Linked DNA regions of Mus musculus: all the other regions are linked to region 1. A link is a contact called in public HiChIP or PLAC-seq data. All regions are on one chromosome and are shown on one strand. The core of a region is the stretch at or near the end of the contact, and the rest is flanking DNA. Distances in the headings are between cores, read along the strand shown.

The links. HiChIP or PLAC-seq counts read pairs in DNA pulled down with a chosen protein or histone mark.
Region 2: a contact with region 1 is called in a FOXA1 HiChIP or PLAC-seq map of pancreatic cancer cells. The contact joins two enhancer-like sites. A contact is called at or near these places in 1 of 39 promoter capture datasets (embryonic stem cells), 2 of 115 datasets of contacts at active chromatin or transcription factors (double positive thymocytes and pancreatic cancer cells) and 2 of 9 other capture datasets (adipose tissue and liver).
Region 3: a FOXA1 HiChIP or PLAC-seq map of pancreatic cancer cells shows a contact between it and region 1. The contact joins two enhancer-like sites. A contact is called at or near these places in 2 of 115 datasets of contacts at active chromatin or transcription factors (microglia and pancreatic cancer cells) and 2 of 9 other capture datasets (adipose tissue and liver).

Annotation. Positions count from the first base shown.
Region 1 is chr1:74,432,508-74,435,991 of GRCm38.p6, reverse strand. It overlaps Vil1 (villin 1), which reads right to left. Exons shown (of 20, transcript NM_009509.2): 20 at 432-1,114. The coding sequence ends at 1,001. Usp37 (ubiquitin specific peptidase 37) reads left to right here. Exons shown (of 24, transcript NM_001310662.1): 24 at 1-482. Among named protein-coding and RNA genes, the nearest start is that of Vil1, 25 kb to the right of the region's middle. Within about 2 kb of position 1,296, at least 76 of the 459 cell types and tissues checked have an H3K27ac peak or open chromatin away from gene starts, as enhancers often do. A contact at or near this core is called in adipose tissue and pancreatic cancer cells, where this site is marked.
Region 2 is chr1:74,147,709-74,151,232 of GRCm38.p6, reverse strand. Rufy4 (RUN and FYVE domain containing 4) reads right to left here. Exons shown (of 12, transcript NM_001170641.1): 12 at 3,003-3,524. The coding sequence ends at 3,487. Among named protein-coding and RNA genes, the nearest start is that of Cxcr2, 4.5 kb to the left of the region's middle. Within about 2 kb of position 1,877, at least 36 of the 459 cell types and tissues checked have an H3K27ac peak or open chromatin away from gene starts, as enhancers often do. A contact at or near this core is called in pancreatic cancer cells, where this site is marked.
Region 3 is chr1:74,081,329-74,085,135 of GRCm38.p6, reverse strand. The region is part of intron 1 of Tns1 (tensin 1); the gene reads left to right. Among named protein-coding and RNA genes, the nearest start is that of Gm31637, 12 kb to the left of the region's middle. Within about 2 kb of position 2,120, at least 98 of the 459 cell types and tissues checked have an H3K27ac peak or open chromatin away from gene starts, as enhancers often do. A contact at or near this core is called in adipose tissue and pancreatic cancer cells, where this site is marked.

The DNA.
Region 1 (3,484 bases), core at 47-2,546:
ACAGTCAAGATCCAGGTGTATCAAGCCAGACCAAGAACAAAGGGCAGTTGTCTGAACTAGTCAGTCAGAATAGGAGAGGGCAAGAGGGAGGCCATTGTAGCGTGTGCACCTGTGCCCTTGCTGCCTTCCTCTTCACACTTCCTCCTCGCCCTCCCTGGCCTCTTGGTAGAGGTTCTTCATGCCTGGGGGAGGGAACAAGTGAGGTTCCTGCACTTTGCTGATTGAGCCACTCCCAGGTTTGCTGGCAGCTTTGGCCACGTTATTTGTGAGGTGGCTTTTTTTCCTTTGTGTTCAGAGTGACTTGGGTTCTGATTATTGACGTTTGTGTGGAACGGCGCTTTATCTGTGTTTTAGCAGAACTGTTCCTCTTTTCCTTTAAGGGTTTTCCCTGGTTTTGTTTTCTTTTTAAATTATACAGATTTGGTTTTTTTGTTTTGTTTTGTTTTAATGTGTGAGAGACATTAAAGCCTTTATTAACCTCATATTAGTTTGATTTATTTGTTTAAAGGGACATGTTCCTGGGGACACTGGATAACCAGTTTTAAGAGAAAATCACCTATTGGCTTCTGATTGGACTTCACGTAGCAAACCCATGTTCCTGGTGTTGTCATTTGAGGAGTCTGTGGAGCTTTGCAAAGGCTCTGGGTTAGAGCTGTAAGCCCAGCTTTGGCCTTAGCCCTCCCTTTTGAGTGTGAGGAGGGTAAGATCAGGATAAGATCCTGAGTGAGTGACGGTGCCAGAGAAACCCCCAGACGCTAATGTCTCCTGGAGTACTTAGCTGTCCATCTAAGAAAAGAAAACTCTACAAGATTTCCATGGGTCTGTGGCATGCGTCTGAAGGAATGGGCAAATTACTATTATAAACAAAAGGAATTGTCACACTGTGGCTCACAGGTACAATTGGACATTTTCATCTGCCACAGGACTAAAACCAGTAATGGCGGCACAAAGCCCTTGAAGGCAGGGTAGGGGCTGCTGGACAGCCAGAGAGCTTCAATTCTCAAAACAGTCCTTTTTCTTTCTTGATGTTTTGTTGCTTCCATCGAGGCAGGGCAGAGAAGGCAGCTGGAGTCATGCCCAAGGCCCTAGTGAAGTCTTCGGTGGACAGGTGCTCCTAGAAGAGACCAGAGGGCAAAGGTCACAGTCTTCCCCTGGGTTTGCTCAAGATGAATCATACAGATGTGGCATATGATCAAACAGAAGAGGAACAAAAGCCAACATTGTCATGAGCCAGGGAAGGGGAGGAGGAGGAAGTGTGACATGAATAAATGTCCGTGTAGTCAGTCAGGCCACGTTAGGCTTGAAGTCAAATCTCAGATCTTGGCTTGTTTAAGGAACTTCTGTTATTTCCAGGCTCCTACTCTTAGGAAGTAGGAGTTTAGGTTTTCCCGGGACCCAGGCTGGAACTTGAACTCTTGAACCTCTTGTTACTACCTCCCACTTGCTAACATCACAGGCATGTTCCTCCAGGCAGTTTTTATGCTGCACAGTTCAAACTCAAGCTATATTCTTAGCCCAAAATGGGAACTGTTTCTAAAACAGGCTATCTTTGTGTAGCCTTGGCTTGCCCAGAATTCATTTCGTAGACCAGGCTAGCCTTGAACTCTTAGAGATGAATTTGCATCTGCCTTCTGAGTACTTGAGATTAAAGGTGTACACTACCACACAGCTCAGGGATGTTTCTTTTTGTTGATTTTTGTTTGTTGGGGGGTTTTATTTTTTGGTTTTTCTGGCCTCCAGGAGTACTTCATGGGCATGGTACACATATTCAAGCAAAATACCCATAAATAATAAGATTTCAAAGGCTGGAGAAAATGGCTTGGTGGCGCACTCCTGTAACTCAGAACTTGGAAGATACAGGTAGGAGAGCTCAGTGCACCAGCACCTGCCTGCCTACTATGTGCAAAGCCCAGTTTAAATCAGGCTGTTCTGAAGTGGAGTTGCCCCAGGGGACATTTCTCTGCTCCTAGAGCGGCTACATTGTGCAGCTTCTTTTTTTGTTGTTTTTTTGGTTTGGTTTGGTTTTGGTTTTTTGTTTTGTTTTTCGAGACAGGGTTTCTCTGTGTAGCCCTGGCTGTCCTGGAACTCACTCTGTAGACCAGGCTGGCCTCGAACTCAGAAATCCCGCCTGCCTCTGCCTTCCAAGTGCTGAGATTAAAGGCGTGCGGCACCACTGCCCGGCTATTGAGCAGCTTCTTAAGCTACACTGTTAGATGGGTTTCAAGCTCAGGTGGGTATGACATTTCAGTTCCCTACCCTGTCATTAGACTTGCCTCCCAGGCATGGGCCTTTTCTCCTCAAGTCTCCTGGGAGGGCAGTTTGGAAATGCCGTAAATAAGGATATCAGTGGGTTGGAACTGGGTACCACGTCTGTTACTGGAACCCTATATTTGTCACAATTATAGCTCCAATGACAGACTAAGCTCTGTACATGGATCCATGGTACCCATACCTGTCGTCACCCCCACTGCCATCCCCTGGGCCCAGTAAGGCTGACCTCTCAACTGTGTCCAGACTGCTGGACTCTGACCCCAGCTAGAAGGCAGAGACTACCCATCCCAGTGAGCTTGTATCTTTCACGGCCCTGCTCTTGGGCTCTGCAGGCCTGCCAGCTGATTACCAGCCCTGCCCATGCTCATATCTACCTCCCAGAGGCTGATTCATCAGCACTGCCATACCCTCCTGCTGCCGCCGCCGCCATCAAGAGCCGTCATTCCACTCTTGTTAATAATAGCTCACCTTTAGAGTTTGAGGGAGCCAAAAATGTCTGAAATCTTCCTCTCCCCATTTGGCACTAAACTCAAGCTTTCTCACATTATGCTTATAATATATCCATGATTTAAAATAATAATAAATAAGTCAGGCTGGAGAAATGGCTCAGTGGTTAAGAGCACTGACTGCTCTTCCAGAGGTCCTGAGTTCAATTCCCTGCAACCACATGGTGGCTCACAACCCTCTGAATCTGATGCCCTCATATTCATATAAAATAAATTTTAAAAAAAAGTCAAGGACTGGGAGGATGGCTCAGAGGTTAAGAGCAGTTGCTGCTCTTAGAAAGGACGCAAGCAGTTCCCAGCATCTACATGATGATGGCTCACACCATCTGTCACTCATTACAGGGGATTTGGTGCCTTTTTCTGGCCTCTGTAGACAGCATGGATATGGTGCACATACAAACATGTAGACAAAATACTCATAAATGTCTTTTAAAAAAATTAAGAATCAAAAAAGAAAAATTTATCCCAGCACTTGGGAGGCAGAAGCAGATGGGTCTCTTAAGTTTGAAGCCAGCCTAGGTTATAAAATGTCTATTTTTAAAAAAATCAGCTACTGACAACTGATTTTAAATAAATCTGAGTCCACACACACTCCCACAACACAATGAGCAGTGTGATTGGACTTCTATGCCCTGCTCCCAGGGATATAGGACCCCCATGAAGGTGTTTGGTTCACCAAGGACTCCCAGGCACTCAGTCCTCTGCGG
Region 2 (3,524 bases), core at 628-3,127, 290 kb after region 1:
TCACTTTTGGGTTATAAACCTACAGCAAGCAATCTGTTCTCACTGGGTCTTAGGTTCACCGTTCATATAATGGGCAAAGAGTGAACAGCTACTGCCCATAGTTGTTACAGGGACAAACAAGTCTCTGTGAAGCATTTAGAATGATCCTCCTCCTCCTCCTCCTCCTCTTCATCCTCTGCCTCTCCCTCCTCTTGCGCCTCCCACAATTGCAGCCTCAAGTCTTTCCCTTCAACCTATCATATATTCTGCAGAGAGGAAGATCTTCCTAAAATATAAATATGCTTACTCCATATTCCCCTTTAAGACCTTTAAGGACCCTCAACAGCCTCAGGTGAAGTCAGTCCTGATGTGGTCACATGGTATTCTTGTAGTTGACCTCTTTTACTTCTGGCCATACCTTGAACTGTTCAACCTCTGAGAACCCTGTGCGGATCCCTAGAGGTTTTTCCAGTCAGGGGCGGGGCTCGAGTGTACTCCCTTTTCTTGGGATACTCTTTCTGCCCTCTGGTTGGATTCTTCTTTTTGCTTCCATGTTCAGTCCAGGTTTTGTAATCAGTCATCTGGCTGTTTGTCCCTTTGCATCTTGAAGCAGGGATTTCAGCTGTGAGTCCGTCTGTCTTCCCAAATGAACCCCAGTGTGATGAGTGTCATGAGCAATTCATGCTTCTTTGGCGAACACTGCTAAACTGGTAACATTTGTGTGTGTGTGTGTGTGTGTGTGTTGGGGGGGGGGGCGTTGATGGACTTGAGAGCATCCCACAGCTTGAAGAACAATGTGATGTGATACAAACCTCTCAGAGCCTCTCCAGCCTGGCAGTACAAATGAAGTTGTGACAATGCTGACCTCATTGGCTCAGACCCTGCATGCTCAAGCAGGGCTCCAGCCTCTTCAGAGTGCTACTGGGGACACTCACTGGAGGTGTCTCCCATGTGCCCCTGTAGAAGCTGTTGTGATTCCGTATGGTCCTTAAAGCCACTGCTGGAAGCCTGCTATCCTTGCAGGGACAGGCTCTGGGGTGGTCGATGGTGACTACTGTGGAACTCCCCTTTAAAGGGTTCCCAAAGTCTAGGAAGACTTTCTAGTTTCTCTTCAGCTGGTTTGTTGAACAGATTGGTAGAGGCTACTCAGAAACAGAGCTGGCCTAAAGGCTGGAACTCAGCATGATTCTTCGTTTGTCCAAACAAGGGAGCTCTAGCAAGCTCCCCATTCCTTGCCTCCAAATCCTTCCTGTGAGAGTTCTTTTCCTGATCATCCCTCTTTCTCTTAGAAAAATGGCTTCTATTATTACTCTCACTTCCTTCTGTTTACAAAGAAGGCCAGAATCCATGCTGGGATTCCTGCTAATAGGTTACAAACTCCACTCTGGTAAAATTACATGGGTTAAGCCAATCCCCAGGAAGGAATACTCTCTTTGAGGATGATTCTGGACCCCAGTTGTTTGAGGGGGGGGAGCTCCTTTGTCCATCACCTTGTGATTGCATTTGCTGAGGGCAACTTCTTACCAGTGCTCCAGGGCAGAAGCTCCTGTTTTCTAAACTCTTACTCCATGCAAGCAATAGGATGCAATGCTAGGTGGCCAAGACCCTTAAAGGCTGTCTCCAGACTCTGCTTGGCGGCATGACATTGCCCAAGCATTGTAGAGGCTCCAGCAGTGTGGATGGGGACAGTGTGGATTCCTGTCTGTCTAGGGTTTATAATGTTCTCTAGAGGCTGGGTAGGGCAGCTAATTGCCTTGTTATAGAGTGAGCCTATGTGTCTTCTAGAACAGGTTTCTCAGAAGCACTGCAGTTAGTAAATGAACACCACAGTTTGCACAAGCCTTCTCAGAGACTGCAGGGGAAATGATCTTACTCAAGAACAACTCATCTCCTGTCTTTATCAGAATCTGACTAATCGAGCTCCAATGCTGAGTCACCGGGACTGAGTTCCAGGTACTCACAGTGTACCTAAGCCATCATAACAACGGAAAGGAAAGGGCGGAGAGCACTATGCCCCATGCCTCTTCTGCACAGCACAGCCAGCTGTCCGGAAGAGTAGCTGGAACTCTCATATGTTGACATATGGGACATATGGGACAGTAGAACACAGACCTCTTGGGAACATAGAGTTGGCCCCTTGTATACATGGGGTATGCTTTCATGATTTCTTTCTTTCTTAATTATATATTTTCTTTATTTACATTTCAAATCTTATCCCCTTTCCTAATTTCTCCTCCCAAAATCCCCTATCCCCTCCCCCCTCCCCCTGCTCCTCAACCCATCCACTCCTGCTTCCTGGCCCTGGCATTTCCCTATACTGGGGCACAGAACCTTCACAGGACCAAGGGCCTCTTCTCCCATTGATGATTGACTAGGCCATCCTCTGCTACATATGCACCTGGAGCCACGAGTCCCTCCATGTGTGCATTCATGATTTCTGCATTCACAGATTCAAACGGTTGAATGCAGGTTGAAAATATATTTGAAAAATTATATCTACACTGGACATGTTCAGACTTTTTCTGGTAATCGTTCCCTCAAACAACACAGCAGAAAGAACAGTGTTTACATAGCATTTATAACATATCCAGAATTTTCAGTAATCTGGAATTGGTTTAAGCATGTGTGAAACCATGCATTGGTTATATATCTAAGAGCCTTGAGTGTCCGGGAGTTTGGTACCTGCATGGATTCTTACAGCCAGTTCCTTACAGATGGTATGATGGAAGGAAAGAGTTGGCTCCAACAAGTTATCCTCTGGCCTCTGCATGAATCATGAATGTTGAGTGCATGCATGTCTTACACACATGCACACGAACACGCACATGTACACAGAGTAGGAAAGAACCAGAGGTGTATGTAATATCTAGACAAATCTCTAGGAAGTGCCTGTGCTCGAAGGTGATATGAGGCAGGGTCAGTGGTTACCTCAGCATGGAGGTAGCAGCTGGAGGACGGTGCAGAAGCCTTGGATCTGATGCCTGTGTCTAGAGATGGCGTGACAGATGTGTGTTAGAGTGAAAACCCATCACACTTACACAATGTTTATTCTATGTCAACAACGACTCAGTAAATCTGCGAAACACAAGATAAGGCAATGATCTCTGAAGGAGATCGGAGGGGAGGTTCCTGAAGAGCCCAATGTATTTGGACTTCGCTTCTTATGGGTGATGGGGGAGGGGGAGGGTGGCTAGGAAACATCTGGGCCCTGGGCTGCTCTTATTCATGGTCACGACTCACTGTGCTTCAAGGGACTTTACAGAGAGGTTATGGCATGTCTTCCTCATCAGACACAATGCTTCTAGAGCTTTGGCATGTTCCCCTCAGTCCCTTCCACAGGAACGCAGAGCTAGGCCTATCTGTGGACTGCCAGCTGTTCCCTCTGGCCCTCCACAGCGGTGCTGGGGCCCCAGCTTGCAGAAGAAAAGAGTAGTCAGACATCAGGGTTGGGAAGAGAAACAGGGAGAGTGAACTGGTGGGGCGGCTGGTCTTAGTTGCCTTGTGCTGTCAGGTGTCCTGGATTTCTTCCTGCTGGGCACAGGTTG
Region 3 (3,807 bases), core at 871-3,370, 350 kb after region 1:
AATTGAAAAGCAGGAGAGAGAGAGAGAGAGAGAGAGAGAGAAAGAGAGTCAGTCTGTGGAGAGAATTAGGAGGCAAAAGTCACGGGATCTGGCAACGAGCTGCTGAGAGGGTGGGGGAGGGCAGGGAGGGGCTGAGGGTGACTCAGAGTTTTCCACCAGGGTGACCAAGAACATGGGCAGGCCCTTAATTGGGGGCCCAAGAGGGAGGCAACTCTGTGTTGTCCGTGAAGGTGAGGTTTGGAGGAAGAAGCCTGAGAGCAGGCACTAAGACTCCCCGACTAAGGGCTAGGGGACCTTGGTGGCCGGGTCACAGGGAGAGGGTAAAGCCTATCTCAGCTTTTGGCCATCCCATCTCCCAGGCTGCCCAGCTCTCTGGCTAGAAGACTTCTGTCTTTTCTGGCCACCCAGAGCTGTTTAGCCTCAGAGGAGGGCAGAACTGGGGGTTTTCTCACAGTGGGTGGACCTCTTTAGCACACAGCCCTTTGCCTCTCTGCCCCTCGAGGAAGGGAGTTGTCTGCAAGCAGTTCCTCCCAACCAGGACCAAGGCCTGGCTAGAGCCCCTGATGGTCCAGCCAGTTGTGCCACACCCTCTGGCTGGCTGAATGGAGAGAGGGAAGGGCTGAGATGGGCCAAGGCCTTAGGCTTTGAAAGCCCTCTGCTGCTGGGGCTTGAGGGCTGGGGAGCAGGGCTTCCAGCTGGATCCCTTCCCTGCTCCCTTGCTCTGACTCTGGCTTGCAGGGAGGTGGGACAGTGCTGGAGCCACCAGGACACCCCTCCCTTCATTGTGGCCATGTCTCCTGCCTCTGGGCTTGCCTGTTAATCCAGGGAGGGCAGGGCCTGGCTGTGCCCCATGTGGCTGTCTGCCGCCTGTCAGGAAGACAGCAATCGTTGTCCTAACAAGCCACCGTCCTTGGATGGCACTGCATGTTTTATGGGCTTGTGGGCTTTATGGGGCTCACTCTCATCCTCTGCCTGGACCTGGGGAGCAGTCCCAGATGGGCGAGCGGGGCAGGGTGAGCCAGACTTAAACACCAATCTGCTCTTGTAGCAAGCTCTGACTCTGGTCTGTAGGGTTGAGACGTCCTTGGGTATCAGAGGGAGGAGGCTAACCCACCCTAAACCATCTCCACCAACATCCTGTGACATTAGAATCCACGTGTTGAGCCTTTCTATAGCATCCCTGGATACCCTACTTCCTAGTGTGGGAAGCTGAGGCCTGCTTCTCATTGGGGATGATGGAGCTGACTTTTCCTCACACAGATTTTTATAGTCTGTCCTTAGGGGGCTAACGTGTCCTCATATTCTCTGCTCCCCACAGCTGTCAGCACACCCCCTCCCTCCGCAGCTCGAAGCTTCGCCTTGTACTGAGGTCCAGAGAAGGTTGTCAATGCACTCGGCTACACAGCCCCAGTGTATTCCAGGCCTGTTCTTCCATCAGAGCTAGATGAGGGGAAAGTCACCCAGAACTGCTTAGAGGAGGTCAGAGTCCTGGAACCACCCATTAGCCCTCCGGGTCCACTGTGGGCAAGTTTATAGACTCAGGTTTTCCAGGACAGATGGGACAGTGGTATCACAGTCCCAGGCATGAGTCTGGATAGTCTCTTAACAGCCTGGAAGGCGTCACTTGCCCCCTCCTACCCACTAGGCTGTAAGGACTCCAGAGCTCTGGGAAAAGGGACTTTTCCTTAGGCTTTGGGAAAAGGGCTGGACTTGGGGGTATAGGGAGGGGAGTTTTGGAAGGTTATCTAGAATGTCAAATTCTGTTTCTTTAAGTGGGGAGGAAGAAAGAGGCCTGGGACTTCCTGCCTGCCTCCCTCACATCACTCTCCAACTGGACTGCAAGTTCCCTCTCTGTTCCACCTCCCACCCCACACCATGGCTGGGGCCCCTCCCCAGTATGTCTGACAAAATTGACCAGGAAATCTGACAACCAAACTCTGAGATGAGAAAGTGGGAGGAGAGACAGCAGACTGGAAGGGGATGGAGGCCCCTACCCTCACTGAACCCAGGCAGTAGACTGGAATGGTAGACTCCTGGCTGGAGCTGGGGGGTATTTAGGACCGGCTCGGGGAGTGCTGCTGCTCAGTATGACCACCAGGAGGCGCTGCTGACGCCTTCAACCTCTTCTTGCTTTGCTTTTACCTCTGCCCTGGACTTGTCTGTTTGCTCTTGCCTTTCACCTAGTCTGCCTGGCTATCTTTGATTTCAAAACAATCTTAAGCTTCAGAATGGTTGCAAACTCACTCGGCACAAAGATCTTTCCCTCCTGAACTTTGGGGGAGCGAGTTGCTGCCCCCCACTCGACTTTGAATACCTCCTTGACCTCACGAGGACTCCGTTTCAGGGGACACAGAGGCCAACATCAGAGGTTGATGGCATGAAGATGCCACTGCCTTCTAATTCTCAGACACTGTGGTGTCTCACTGGGTGTCCCTGAGACGTCCTTAAGGCCACCACAAACATCTAGTTCAGAATCAGCCACTGCTTTTAGCTGCCGTGTCTGGAGTCGCCTCCTGTCTGGGAATCTCTGTCTTCCCGTGACTTTCGTAACCTTGTCACTTGTGAAGGCTCCGGGCCATTTCATTTGTAGACTGTGCCTCAGCTTGTGTCAGCCTGATGTTTCCTCTTGATTGGATTCAGGTTGTGGCTTTTGGCAGGACTGTCAGAGAGTGATACTCTACACTTGGTCAGCCATCCCACGGGTACCACTTCCATTCATCTCGTCCCGGGTGACAGTAACTTACTTTGATCACTTGATTGGCATCTGTCCGGGAAACCTATCTCCCACTTTATTTCTGAGGCAGCTTCAGGTCTGTCTCCGGCTGACCTTGAACTCAGGCTGTTGGGATTACAGCTGTGCCTCCAAACCCCGTTTCATCCTTTGTAACTTATTTGTACAATGTGGGGAGGAGCTTGGAGACTCTATTCTGTTTTTAATCTTCCACCACCTTTTGATTTCTTCGTTTATTATTTGCCTCACAATGAGCTCTTTGAAGCCACGGCTATCATTGTGTCCCGAGCCTCAGCTCTTCCCTGATGTGGCCTTTGGGAGCTCCTGGGTCCTTCTGTCTGTCCCTCTTTGTTTCCTGGTTCCCTCTTAGCTGTGTGCCTCTATTCATGCTTGCTCTCTGTGTACTCATGGCTTGTGCCTTTCTTTTTCTCTTCCCTTATCTTCTCTGTGGCTTGTCTCATTCTCAGACAGCTTCCTCCTCCTCCCTCTGTCTATTTCTTCCTGTCTCTTTGGCTTGCTGCCTCTGATCCAGTCTCTTATTGCCTGCATTTCTCTGTGTTTTGGTAGCACCCAGAACCTCCTCCGTGTTGTCAGATAGGAGCCTGTGTTTGCTTAGTGTGTGGGCCACTCTTCCTCCTCCAAGCCAAGTTGTCTCCTCTGGCCCTGGCTCAGAGCTGGGAGGCTCAGGGACAAGGTGTGTGATGAGATCCCTCTGCACACTGCAGTGTCCACGACCTGGCCTGGGTGTGTGCCCAGAAAGGGCTCCAGCTGAGCCTGTTCCCTGGAGAGTTCCTGTAGAGGAGGGACCTATGTCAGGCAGGGCATGCTTCCTCGAGGAGTCCCCAGGGTGGGAGACTCTGTAGTCTACGTGTGGAATGAGCTGTACAGCGGGTCGTGCCTGTGCAGGGCTTTATGTTCTAGATCAGTGGTTCTCAACCTTCCTAATGCTGCAGCTCTTTAATACAGTTCCTCATGTCTTGGTGACCCCCAACCATAATTTTTTTTTTGCTACTCCATAACTGTAATTTGGTACTGTTATGGATCATAACGTAAGCATTTGTATTTTCTGATGGTCT